Linked DNA regions of Mus musculus: region 2 is linked to region 1. The links are chromatin contacts, called in public HiChIP or PLAC-seq maps. All regions are on one chromosome and are shown on one strand. Each heading gives the region's core, a stretch centred on a gene start, on an enhancer-like site or on the middle of the called end of the contact. The rest is flanking DNA. Distances are from core to core; before and after follow the strand shown.

Region 1 (6,165 bases), core at 1,113-3,612:
GGGTTAGAAGGGCATAGGGTGGAAGGGATTAAAATACATCAGACACCTGTGAAACTCGGTCAATTTGAAAAGGAGAAAAAAGAAGCGACTCCATCCGGAGTCCACAGTTAGAAAAAAGAAAAGAGAAAAGTGGCAGAGATGGGTGAGAGCCTCTTCCACCTGGTTTTAGTGTTGTCCTCTCTTGTGTCCAAGGGGCTACTTATTTCCTGGCTTCACTTCCTCCCAGCTGACTCATGCAAATCCCGCCCTCCTGCCCTGTCTGTCATCGGAAGGGCAGAACTGGTCACAATCCTCTCCTTGCCTGGGGATTTGTGGCTGTAATCTCCTTCCACAGAGAAAATGACAGCCAAGCCGTGACCTTCACTGGGCCTCCCTCCACCCGAGGAGCAAAGCCTGGTCTAAGTTAGATGCCAGCTGCCCAGGAGCCTCTGGGGTGTCAGCCAGGGCATGTCACAGAGCACGCCCCTCCCTGGAGAGCATCCTCTGGGAAGAGTAGCCTGAGCTGACGTGGAGGCTCATTCTCCCTGAGCCCTCCCCACCACAGAGCTTCATCTTCACACGTACCAAGCGTACCTTGGGAAACCTTAGCTGTGCTGTGCCAGCAAACAAAACAGCTCTGTGGATAGCGGGGCTTGCCATGCTGCGAATGCCCGCCTGAGAGGAAGTGCTGGGACCACCACGCCAAGATAAAACGGACTCCCTGCAGCCATCCCCTGCCCTCTGCGCACACTGTATACACGCACACAGATAACAACACACCAGGCATGGTGGCACATGCCTTTAATCCCAGCACTTGAAAGGCAGAAATAGAAGGATCCCTCTGAATTCAAGATTAGTGTAGTCTACATAAGGAGTTCCAGGCAGCCAAACTACATACAACCCTAAAAAAATAAATAAAAAAAAAATTTTTTTAAAAAAAGGAAGAAAGAGAAAGACCAGAACAAGCAGGCATTTAACTAACACCTGCTATATACCAGGCATAGACAGACCAGGCAAAGTACTCCAGGATCACACATTCCAGTATCTTTCCTTGAAAGATGGGTAGGGGACGCAACACCAGAAAGAAGCACAACCCAGAGCTGCTTGCCTGCTTCCCACCCTGCATAACAGGAAGATAAGTCACCATATCCAAGCACAGACTCCCATAGGCACCTTTGGCCTTGTCAAAAGCTTAGGAAACTAAGGTGCAAACCAGGAAATGTCAGTTCTATGACAGGCGCAACCTCAGGTAGAACAAGATAAGTACGGGGGTGGGGGGGAATAGCGTGAGCTCTGAAGACCCCATTCTTACTGTAGGAAGGGGCCTGTGTTCTGGCTCTCCTGGTAATTCCCATCTATCTTAGCTTATCACTCCACACCTTTGCCCCGCCTCTGCCCGATGTGAAGCTGAACCAAATGAGGTTGCCACCATTGAGGACCAGACGAACCAGGCTGCTGGCAATGTCACAATGGTCCAGTATAGTGCCCCTCACCCAGACATCCGTTCTATACTCAGTAGAGGGAAAGGGGGACTGGGCAGGCTGGGGAAATCGAAGACCTGGGTCGGAGCGGTGGCTACTCACTCTTTGACCTCCTTGGAGGAGAAGTCCAGGTAGCGATTGCTGATCCACTGAATCTCGAACCAGTCCCGGAAGCCGTTGTTCCCACAGCACTTGAACTCAATCTGGAGCATGTCGATGGTCTTTTTCATGAAGCACCGGCCGGGGGTGTCCGTATCCCGATAATACTTCATCCCATTCTTGAGTCCGTAAGCCAGGGTGCTCTCCAGGGAGCCCCGCAACAGAAAGCAGCAGAGAGCCACCAGGAAGAGGATGACGTTAAAGAAGATGCAGACAGCCAGGTACGGCTTCAGCCAGGGCTTCCACTTGGCGTACTTGGCCGGGTCCAGGGCATCATAGCAGATCTTCCCAGCCAGAGAGTTGAAGACACAGGACAGGACCCCCACCCCTATCAGGGAGTTGGGCACAAAGTGGCTCTCAGAATTATTCATCACTTCGCTCCTCTTGCGAAGTTCAATCTTCAAGAACAGCCCCAAGCTGAAGAGGACGATGCCGGCCAACACGGACAGCCAGTTCATAAGCCAGAGCCCCTGGGCCAACTTGACCCGCTTCTTCTGGTCAAACTTGACTTTGAGCAGCGCCATGCTTACCGAGTGCGTTCAGCAGCCTCCCACGGTTCAGCTTCCACTCCTAATCCGAGTGAGCTCCGGGGCTGGACCGCTAGGGTCTAGGGAAGAGCACCATGGGCCCAAGCTGCAGGGAGTTGCCCATTTTGGGGCCTCCCTAGCTTGGGATCCCCGTTAACTCAGTAACGGTAGCCGGAGCTAATCTAGGCCGCCGTATCTGCAGAGTCCTTCCCAGCCAAGGAGGGACAGTCCGAACACTGCAGATTAAAAAGTGGGATCCACAACGCAGTCACTAATCTCTTTAGCCAGGGTCATCCCATTAGACAAAGCTATGCCAATACAAAACATGGCCAGGAGGAGTCTCCGTGTATATACATGCTGGACCCAGCTCAGCTCAAGAATCCAGAGCCAAAAGGACAGAGGCTGGCTAAAAGAATAGGCTGGGCAGTTCCTGCACGCCTCAGTGAGGTTCTTTTGGGTCTGTGAGTCTGAGGCCAAGAGAGGGGATTGGAGAGATGGCTCCGTGGTTAAGAGCACTGACTGCTCTTACAGAGAGTTCAGACTTGGTTCCCAGCACCCACACAAAAGCTCACCCCCATCTGTAACTCAGTTCTAGGGGATCTGATACCCAATACTGGCTCCCATGAGCCCAGACACATAAATGATTCACAGACCTACACGCAGGCAAAACCAGCATTCACATGTGTTAAGATTACAAACAAAGACAGCAGTGGCCCACACTGTCAATCCTATCACTAGGGAAGCAGAGTTAGGCATATCTGAGTTCCAGGCCAGCCTGGTCTACAAAGGAGTTCCAGGCCAGCCAGGGCTACACAGAGAAACCTTGTCTCAAACTAAAGATCACAAACAAATAATTCCAGATTCCAGCCCTATCTTGGTGGTTGGGTGTTTTGTGAGTTTGTTTTTATTTTAGACAGGGTCTCGTTTTGTAGCCCAGGGCTGGCCTGAAACTCACCTTGTAGAACAGATTGCTTCAAATGCACAGAGATCCAACTGCCTCTGCCTCTTGAGTGCAGGGACTAAAGGAGTACAGTAGCACACATGGCTACTTGTAGCAAGTTCAAGGTCAGTGGGAGCTGCTTGAGAGCCTATCTCAAACAAACAAGCAAACAAAGAATCAACCAAAGGAGCAATACATCTGCCACTGTGGTCACAGCAAGGGGCATGGGAAGCCTTAGGGAGTGAGTCTGCTATGTTTTGTTGCTGTTTGGGGTGGGTTTTTCTGTCGTGTTTTTCCTTGTTAAGACAAGTTCCCTAGAGCCCTCATATTACTATACCAGGCTGGCCTCCTCGAAATTGAAGAAATCTTCCAATCTCAGCATCACCACGCCAGTTAATTGTCATTTCTAATTAGTAGATATTTTTCTAAGATTTATTTATTATATATAAGTACACTGTACTTGTCTTCAGACACACCAGAAGAGGGCATCAGATCTCATTACAGATGGTTGTGAGCCACCATGTGGTTGCTGGGAATTGAACTCAGGACCTCTGGAAGAGCAGTCAGTGCTCTTAACCACTGAGCCATCTCTCCAGCCCCCAGTAGATATTGGCTTACAAAATTGTGAACAGAAAATACAGAGTTACCATCCCCAGACGTCCCAACCAGGACTAGCTTGAATGACTCTGTTATATTTTTATATTGTTTTGTTTGAGACAGGATTTTGCCTTGTGGCCAAGGCTAGCCTTGAATTATCCCCCCTTTCTGACTCAACGGCTGAAGTATACTTTTTTTGTTTTGTTTTGTTTTGTTTTGAGACAGGGTTTCTCTGTGTAGCCCTGGCTGTCCTGGAACTCACTTTGTAGACCAGGCTGGCCTGCCTCTACCTCCCGAGTGCTGGGATTAAAGGCATGCACCACCACGACCGGCTACATTTTTTTAAAAAGATTTTCTTTTTAATTATGTATGTAAGTGGAGGTGGGAGATGTGCACGTGGGTGCAGGAGCCCACAGAAACCAGAAGAGGGCGACTGAATCTCTGCAGCTGAAGTTACAGGCAGTTGTGAGGCTATCTAGTTGTAGGGGCTGGGACCAAACACCAGTCCCTGTAAGAGCAACAAGGGACACCTCTCCTGCCCCAATTTCTCTCTCTCTCTCTCTCTCTCTCTCTCTCTCTCTCTCTCTGTCCCCCCACCCCCCTGGCTTTTTGAGACAGGGTCTCTCTAGGTAGTCCTGGGTTGTCCTGGAACTTACTATGTAGCTCAGGCAGCTCTCAAGCTCACAGAGATCCGCACCCCACCCCACCCCTGCCTCCCAAGTACTGGGATTAGAGGTGTGTGCCACCATGCCTTCCAGTCTTCACCATTCTCACGTGTGTACGAAGGTAGCACGTTGGTATTTTTAATTGGCAATCGCCTCACTTTTATACTGAGGATCCTGTGCATACATATGTGTTCGGTTGGGTGCGTGTGCCAGAACTTCTGTATAGAGGGGAGGGGCAGAGCGTTGCTGTCTTTCTCTCTGCTAGGCTCCTCCTGGCTAGGCTGGCTGCCCAGGGAGCCCAGATCATGCCCGGCTCCTAGAGCAGGGGTTCCGGGAATGAGCCACCATGCCAGCGTTCTTCATGGCTGCAAGGGACCAGACCCTAGGTCCTCACGCTTTCTTTACCCATGGGTCTATTCCCCATCCCCGGGCACCTTTCCCTTGCTTATTTATCACCTGTACCTTCTTCTATGAAGTGTCTGTTTGAAATTATTTTTTTAAGCCGCTGATTTTTTTTAACCTTAATTTGTTTATTGATTATTTGGATATTTCACATAATGCGCCCCAATTCCATGTACTTCCCGGTCCTCTCAATTCCACCCTCCCTCCCAGAGAAACACCCCCTCAAAAATTAAGAAAAAAAAAAAGAACAAAAAGAAGTAAATAAAAATACAAAATCCAAGCCAGGTGGTAGTAGCACATGCCTTTGATCCCAGCACCCAGAAGGCAGAGGCAGGTGGATTTCTTAGGCCAGCCTGGTTTACCAAGAGAGTCCCAGGACAGCCAGGGATACGTAGAGAAGCCCTGTCTGGAAACCCCAAAAAGAAAAAAGAAAAAGGGGCTGGTGAGATGGCTCAGTGGGTAAGAGCACCCGACTGGTTTTCCGAAGGTCCGGAGTTCAAATCCCAGCAACCACATGGTGGTTCACAACCACCCGTAATGAGATCTGATGCCCTCTTCTGGTGCGTCTAAAGACAGCTACAGTGTACTTACATATAATAAATAAATAAATAAATCTTCAAACATTTCTTTAAAAAAAAAAAAAGAGCCCGGGCAGTGGTGGCGCACACCTTTAACCCCAGCACTTAAGAGGCAGAGGCAGGCAGATTTCTGAGTTCAAGGCCAGCCTGGTCTACAGAGAGAGTTCCAGGACAGCCAGGGATGCACAGAGAAACCCTGTCTCGAAAAAACAAACAAACAAGCAAACAAACAAACAGAGCCCTAGCTGCTCTTCCAGAAGATCCAGATTCAATTCCCACCACTCACGCGGTGGCTGGGCATCTGATGATCTCTTCTTGTCTCCTCAGGTAACAGGCATGCACATGGCACACAGGTACACATACAGACAAGACAGCTGCACACATAAAAATAATAAATAAATAAGACAATTATAATTAAATCAACCTGTTATTCTGTCATTCAAAGTTGGGTTTCATTATCAGTGTTAAACCAAATCAGAACCAGTTTCCCACAGCCCGCAACTCACAAGGCTCTCTACCCCTCAATCACATTCAGCTACTTAACAGTCTGCATCTCATGAGTCGCTTAAAAAAGCCATTTCTGGGCAGGAGAGACGGCTCAGCGGTGGAGGGCACTGGCTATTCTTCCTGAGGACCTAGGTTCAATTCCCAGGTCCCACGTGGCAGCTCACAACAATCTATAATGGGATCTGATGCCCTCTTCATATATGCAAAAAGAGCAGTCATACACATAAAATACATAAATAAGTCAGTCATTTCTAAGCTATAGGATCATGCTAAAGGATGCTTTAGAAACAGCTGTAGAAGGAATAGAAGGTACAAAGTGAAGACAGACTG
Region 2 (6,313 bases), core at 1,838-4,337, 570 kb before region 1:
AAGGCTCCTCGGAGGGAGGCCGAAAGAGGGCACTGGATCCCTTGGAGCTGGAGTTAGAACAAGTCTGCCACCTGTGGATGCTGAGAATCCAGCTGCTCCACCAACCCCTTCCTTTGCAGGAGTGTGTGGGGGTGTGGGGGTGAACTCGGGGCCCTGGGGATGCCAAATAAGCCTCCTTCCACTGAGGACCCATCTCAGAGGCCACAGTTCTGTTTTACACATCGCAGATTACGAACACTCACATAGCATTAAAAGCAAATGTTATGGCTCTGCAGCTGAGGACGGGGTGGGGGTGGGGGGTGTCTTAGGCCTTCTGCCCCAAGCTCTGCTGTCTCCCTTAGATGCTTAGATGCCTTCCGGTGGTCGGAGGTTCTGTCCCTCTAATCACTCCATCATACGTTCATGTACTGACTGGCCCACGAGTGGAAGAGATTGGACATGGCCCCAGGGTAGGGTGGTTTAAGTCAGAAGTACATGCTTAGCTCCAGCGGGCCATTCTGGGGTATAGACCTTGTCTCAAACATCCCATCCCTCCACATACACTGTGCACACACATACTCCACATAAAAGCATCCTACGTGGCATCCTTCCACCCCACCCCTGGAAACGAAACATCTGCTTTCCATGAAAGGTGTAGCTTAGCACAGTGACGATCATGTTGCAGGGCCCCCGCTGCATGTTAGTTCCTCCATCCCCTGGGGTTCTGGTCATTGTCGCAGGATGGGAGGTAGAAGCCACCATCTCCTGGGTGCATGTTCCAGGGAACAGGCAGCGAAGAGGCCTAGGCAAATGGAACTTTGAGTTTCCTTATAAGAGCAAGACCTAGAAGCTGTTTTGCACACCCCGCACCCCAGCCACCAAGCACGGGGTGGCTTTCTTGCAAAGGAAGTGACGGTGTGTGGCTTTAGCTAAATGGCTCTGGGCCTAGGTAAAAAATGAGGGGCTTTTCACTGCAGAAAGAACAGACTAAGGCTTGCGGGCAGTTTAAAACCTGTCACTAAGGCGGGCTCAGGGGAATCTTGTTGAGCAGTGCCAAGCGCCTAGTGACATGGCCACTTTTGCAGCCAGTCCTAGACACCGGTGCACTGCCAGGTGCTCTTCAGGCCCTGGGTCAGGCCAGCCTCTCCTGGTGTGCGACCAGTAGGTTATCGCTTCCTCTTTGACCTTGTTCCTTTGCCTTCTGTTGTAGATGTCCTCGGCCAACATCTTGGTCTTTCTTTGATGTTTTTTCCCCATGTGCCTACCCAACCAGAAGGGTCTTGGAAGTGCCATCTCTCATGCCAGGGACATGGTTCCTCTGGTCCTCCACCTCCAGACGTTTCTGCCCAGCTGGTCTCAGCATCCAACTATTTGTACCCAGTTGTCTGGTTTTTGTCCTCTGCGTAGACCATGCTAGGTCTTGTTCATTTGTGTTTAGACAGCACACTCTTCCTCCCTGCCAGTCTGATGCTGCCCCACCCAAATGCGCAGGCTCCCTGCTCTTCCCCAGCCACATCCCCTGCCAGGGTAGACCATTCTCAGCCCTGCAGTAAGACTGGAGATCCTCCCAGAGACTGGCCACCCCTAGTCCAAATGTCTCCAGTGCAAACCTGGCCAATGAGGTCCCCTGACAGGTCTTTGTCTTGCAGGTCACTCATCCTCCTGTGCGCTATTTAGCAGATAGAGGTCCAGAGCCTCTTGTGTATGCTGAACGCTTGGCACGGTGCCAACTCTAATGATACTCTGCTGAACAAGACATACATAGTTCCTACCTCCAGGGAATTCACTCTAGTGGGAAACTACACAAAATGAAACTAAAAGTGTTGTAGGCTGTAGAGGGTGCCAGAAGGGGCTTCTACCCTGCAGGGAGAAAGTCTTCACTTGGCTCCTGGTTGTCCTGTGCCTCTCCTTCCAGCCCTTCAGCCTGTCCCCCATTCCACCCTTCCCTTCTGCAGTCACTCAAACAGCAGTTGAGCTTTTTCTAAGGGAGACCATTTGGATACAGACACTGACAAATACCAGGGTAGACCTAGGTCCCTGCTTCCCCAGCTCTTACAGTGTGTGTGTGTGTGTGTGTGTGTGTGTGTGTGTGTGTGTCAGCCCACAGTGTGTCTGTGTGTGTGTGTGTCTGTGTGTGTGTGTGTGTGTGTGTGTGTGTGTGTGTGTGTGTATGTGTGTGTGTGTGTATGTAGGGGATGGAGGGGCAGTGGACAGCCCACAACACACGTGGTATGTCAGTCCCGTGGTGCCATCAGAGACCTGGAGGAAAAGAATTGAAGGATGGGACAAGGAAACTAAGAGCCATAAGGGGTAGGTAGTGTGCAAAGCTTGGGCTACTAACCTGGGGAGCAGGCAGTGGCCAAAGCCTTCACAGAAGCCAAGCAGGCACTGGGGCTTGGGAGGAGAGGCTGGGGGAGGGGCCAGCCAGAGAACCGAATGGCCTGTCCTCCACCCACCCTGCTTCTTTCAGGATCTCTGACAGGGGATTTGAGACCTGTTGATATAGGCCATATGAGCAGCCACTTTGTGGGGGCAGAGTTTGGTGCCGTTCTGGCAGGGCAGATAAAGGCAGCACTTGTCACAAAATAGGGCAGGAGGAATTATTGTGGGAGCTGCCCTTTAAAAAAAAAAAATGGCCTAAGAAGAACGTTGTAGTTGAGTAGAGCACAAAGTGCAGCCATCTTTGTGGAAAGAGAACAGCAAACAAGCATACTCTCTGTCAGAGGCAGGAGCGTGTGTGCCCCCAGACTGTAGGCAGACTTGCACGGGAGGGTCAAGTGGGCTCAGTTCAGCAAGGGCTTGGGGTGCTGTTCAGAGGGAGATGTGGAGGCAGAGGACCATAGGCAGGGCTGGGAACAAGGTCAGTCAACTCCTCACAGAGGGTGGCATTTCCCAGTTAGGATTTATGGTGGGGTGAAGGGGTGGAGCAGCTAGAGCTAGCCATTCAGGAACTGGGGGGGACGGACTGGCCCTAGCCCCAGAGAGCCAAAGTGTACCCTACCTAAGAAGAGGCAGGAAACAGAAACCTACTGATAGCCTGGAGGACACCCTCCTGTGGAGGCCTGTGTTACCAGGGAGATGGGTAAACAAGAGGGAACCTGTTCTGCCTCCTCTGACCAAGAGAAAGAAGGGGGCTGGTCTGAGGCCTCTGCTGAGATCTCAGTGGGTGGGGTTGGCCCAGTGAGCCTTTGAAAGAGGAGGGTAAGCAGAGGGAGGATGGGAGGGGAGGCAGAGGGAGGAGGGGAGGGGAAGGTAGGCAGAGGGAGGAGAGGAGGGTAAGCAGAGGGAGGAGGGGAGGGGAGGCAGAGGGAGGAGGGGAGGGGAGGCAGAGGGAGGAGGGGAGGGTAAGCAGAGAGAGGAAGGGAGGGCAATAGAGTGCAGCTTGGAGCTGGCCTGAGAGGCATGAGATCCAGGCCTCCTTGGGCCTGGGGCTCTTGTCCCATCTCTGTGGAGCCAGTGTAGAGTCAGTTGTAAGGAGGCCTTGCCCTTGTAAAACCTGATTATACCAGGCTGGGGGTGGGTTGGGGCATTTCTGTCACTTCCACATCAGTAAATCAGGACGATCCCAGGAAAGGGCAGCTGGAGTGGATGAGGCTTCCCATGTGGTGCTAGGAAGAACCACACCCCTTTATCCTGAGGGTCCCAGGCTCTCCAAATGCCCCAGGGCCCAGTGCCCTGCTGGGCACACTCTCTACCACTGCGTGACATGTGACATCCCCAGCCCAGAGGCATGCCCAGGGCAGAGCAGGGAGGCTCTTCCCAGTGTCTTTGTAGGAACAAGAAGAGCCTGAGCCTTGTCGTTTATTGCCACCTCTGAGTTTTCCTGGTGACAGGTTTATCATTCTTCTGTTTCGCTCAGGGTCACCCAGAAGCGAGTGCTTAAGTCTCTGACCATCAGCGTGCACAGCCCCAGCTGCCAGTCTGGGGAGAGGAACCAAGCCTACAGGTACAGATTTGTCATGGATGCTTCCAGCCCTGGAAACAAGCGCAAGGAATTTCCCCTCCTGGTGTTTATGGTTTAGGTCCTCTCCATTTGCTTACATCATTGTTCCGTCTTTGTTAGAAGCTATTTTATTGACTCGTGAACAGATGATGTATGAATTCAGCACAGAACTTGGAAGACAGAAGAAGATATAACACGTACCTCCCTCTCCCACCCCAGGCTCTCTGGCCTTTCCCCGAAGCTCCTGATGAGTCAGTATGGTTTTATGTACCAAACACACATGTAAATATACCCTTTTATAGCGGGATAGATACCGTATAAACAGTATTTTCTCCTAGTGGTTAGTGTGTCCTCTGTGCGAATAATAAAGAATTTCTTTTTTTTTTTAAGATTTATTTATTATTATATCTAAGTACACTGTAGCTGTCTTCAGACACACCAGAAGAGGGCGTCCGATCTCTTTAAAGATGGTTGTGAGCCACCATGTGGATTTGAACTTAGGACCTTCAGAAGAATAGTCAGTGCTCTTAACCTCTGAGCCATCTCTCCAGCCCAATAAAGAATTTCTGATTCAAGGCTCTATAGTCCTGTGACAGAGGTTCTTTCTGTGCTCATCCTTGTGACTTGTTGGGTGACAGACGGGGCCTTTACACCTTCTGCTTTGGGGGGGGGGTGTTGTTTGTTTGTTTTTCAAGGCAGAGTTTCTTGATGTAGCCCTGGATGTCATAGAACTTTCTCTGTAGACCAGGTTGGCCTCAAACTCAGAGATCTGCCTGTCTCTGCCTCTCAATTACTAGGACTTAAGGTGAGATGTGCATCATCACCAGGCCCTGTCTTTTTTTTTTTTTTTTTTTTTTTTAAGATTTAGTTTTAGCCAGGCATCATTTGGGAGGCAGAGGCAGACAGATCTCTGTGAGTTCAAGGCTAGCCTGGTCTACATAGGGAATTCCAGAATAGCAAGGGCTGCTTAGAGACATTCTGGAGAGAGAGAGAGAAGAGACAGAGACAGAGAGAGACAGAGAGAGAGAGAGGGACAGAGACAGAGAGACAGAGACACAGAGAGACAGACAGAGAGAGAGAGAGAATGAATTAGGTGGAGGTGTATATGCATGAGAGACTGGTACCCACTGAAGCCAGCAGAGGGCGCCAGATCCCCTGGAGTTGGAGCTACAGGCAGTTCGTAAACTGTCTGATGTGGATGCTGGGAATGAAACTTGTATCTTCTGGGAGAGCAAGCTCTGCATGTTCCTTTTCCATTTTGAGGACCCATCTGTTTCATTTTATGTATGAGTGCTTTGCTTGTATGCACATATGTGCACCACCTGTGTGTAGGACCCACAGAGGTCAGGAGGGGGTATCAGATCCCCGAGAACTGGACTTCCAGATGCTTGTGAACCACCGTGAGGGTGCTGGGAGCTGATCCTGGCCCCTCTGTAAGAGCAACGAGTGCTCTCCTTAAGCACAGAGCCATTTTGTCAACAGCACCCCTCCTCCCAGCTCTTTTGTGTGTCCAATCAGTTAATATGTGTGTGTGTGTGTGTTGCTTTGCTGCACATGTCTGCTAAGCAGGTCACCCAGTCCTGAATCTGCCAGTTCACACTCCCACTGAGCGAGTGCCTGCCTCTTCACCATGCAGTGGCCTGAGACCAGGGAACGTTTGCTGGTCTGCTGGTAGGAACCAGTGTCTTCCCATGGCCTGATCCCAGGGCAGTCGAGTGCTCAGAGGAGGGGGCAGTCTCTTTCTGGGTCTGGGGCTGGTGACAATTGCGTTGGACATTCAAGATGACCAAGTCAAAGGAAGTGAGGGAGGAGAGAGGGAGGGAAGGACGAAGGACTAGGCAGGAGGGAGAGACACAGGATACCCTGAGTGGCTCGGACTAAGTATGGCAGTGGCGGCGAGGCTGCAAACAGACCCGAGAGCTTTCTGGCCTCACCATGGAGTTTGCATTTTGATCAGAAATGTAGTTTTTGTTTTGTTTGTGATTCTGCTGTCCTTAGAGCTGCTATGGATGATGGCTTTGAGCTGAGGACTCTCCTGTACTTCCTAAGTGCAGGGATTACAGAGGTAGGCCTGCACCTGGCCCAAGATGGCCTTGTTGTATTTTAGTTCTGTTGCTTTTTTTTTTTTTTTTTTTGTAAAAGGGTCTCTCTCCTTAGCCCTGGTTGTCCTGGAACTCACTGTGTAGACCAAGCTGGCTTTGAACTCACACAGATCCACCTGCCTCTGCCTCCCAAGTCCTGGGATTAAAGGCGTTCGCCACCACTGCCAGGCAGGTTATCAGTTCTGATAGCCAATGCCTTTACCCACTACACCGTCTCCTGGGCCCCAGGATGCAGGGCACTGGGGAAAGCTTGTAAACAGGCCAAATCTCACTCCTCGCTCTCAGCCCA

The links. HiChIP or PLAC-seq counts read pairs in DNA pulled down with a chosen protein or histone mark.
Region 2: a contact with region 1 is called in an H3K27ac HiChIP or PLAC-seq map of epiblast stem cells, with 7 times the contacts expected there. The contact joins the enhancer-like site here to the promoter of Prph2 in region 1. A contact is called at or near these places in 4 of 484 Hi-C or Micro-C datasets (the G1E-ER4 cell line, the HL-1 cell line, cerebral cortex and 1 more), 2 of 115 datasets of contacts at active chromatin or transcription factors (epiblast stem cells and pancreatic cancer cells) and 1 of 9 other capture datasets (liver).

The regions. Positions count from the first base shown.
Region 1 is chr17:46,906,675-46,912,839 of GRCm38.p6, reverse strand. Prph2 (peripherin 2) reads right to left here and starts at 2,362. Exons shown (of 3, transcript NM_008938.2): 1 at 1,563-2,362. The coding sequence starts at 2,143.
Region 2 is chr17:47,481,360-47,487,672 of GRCm38.p6, reverse strand. It overlaps a transcript of Taf8 not described here. Among named protein-coding and RNA genes, the nearest start is that of Taf8, 18 kb to the left of the region's middle. Within about 2 kb of position 3,087, at least 124 of the 459 cell types and tissues checked have an H3K27ac peak or open chromatin away from gene starts, as enhancers often do. A contact at or near this core is called in the G1E-ER4 cell line, epiblast stem cells and pancreatic cancer cells, where this site is marked.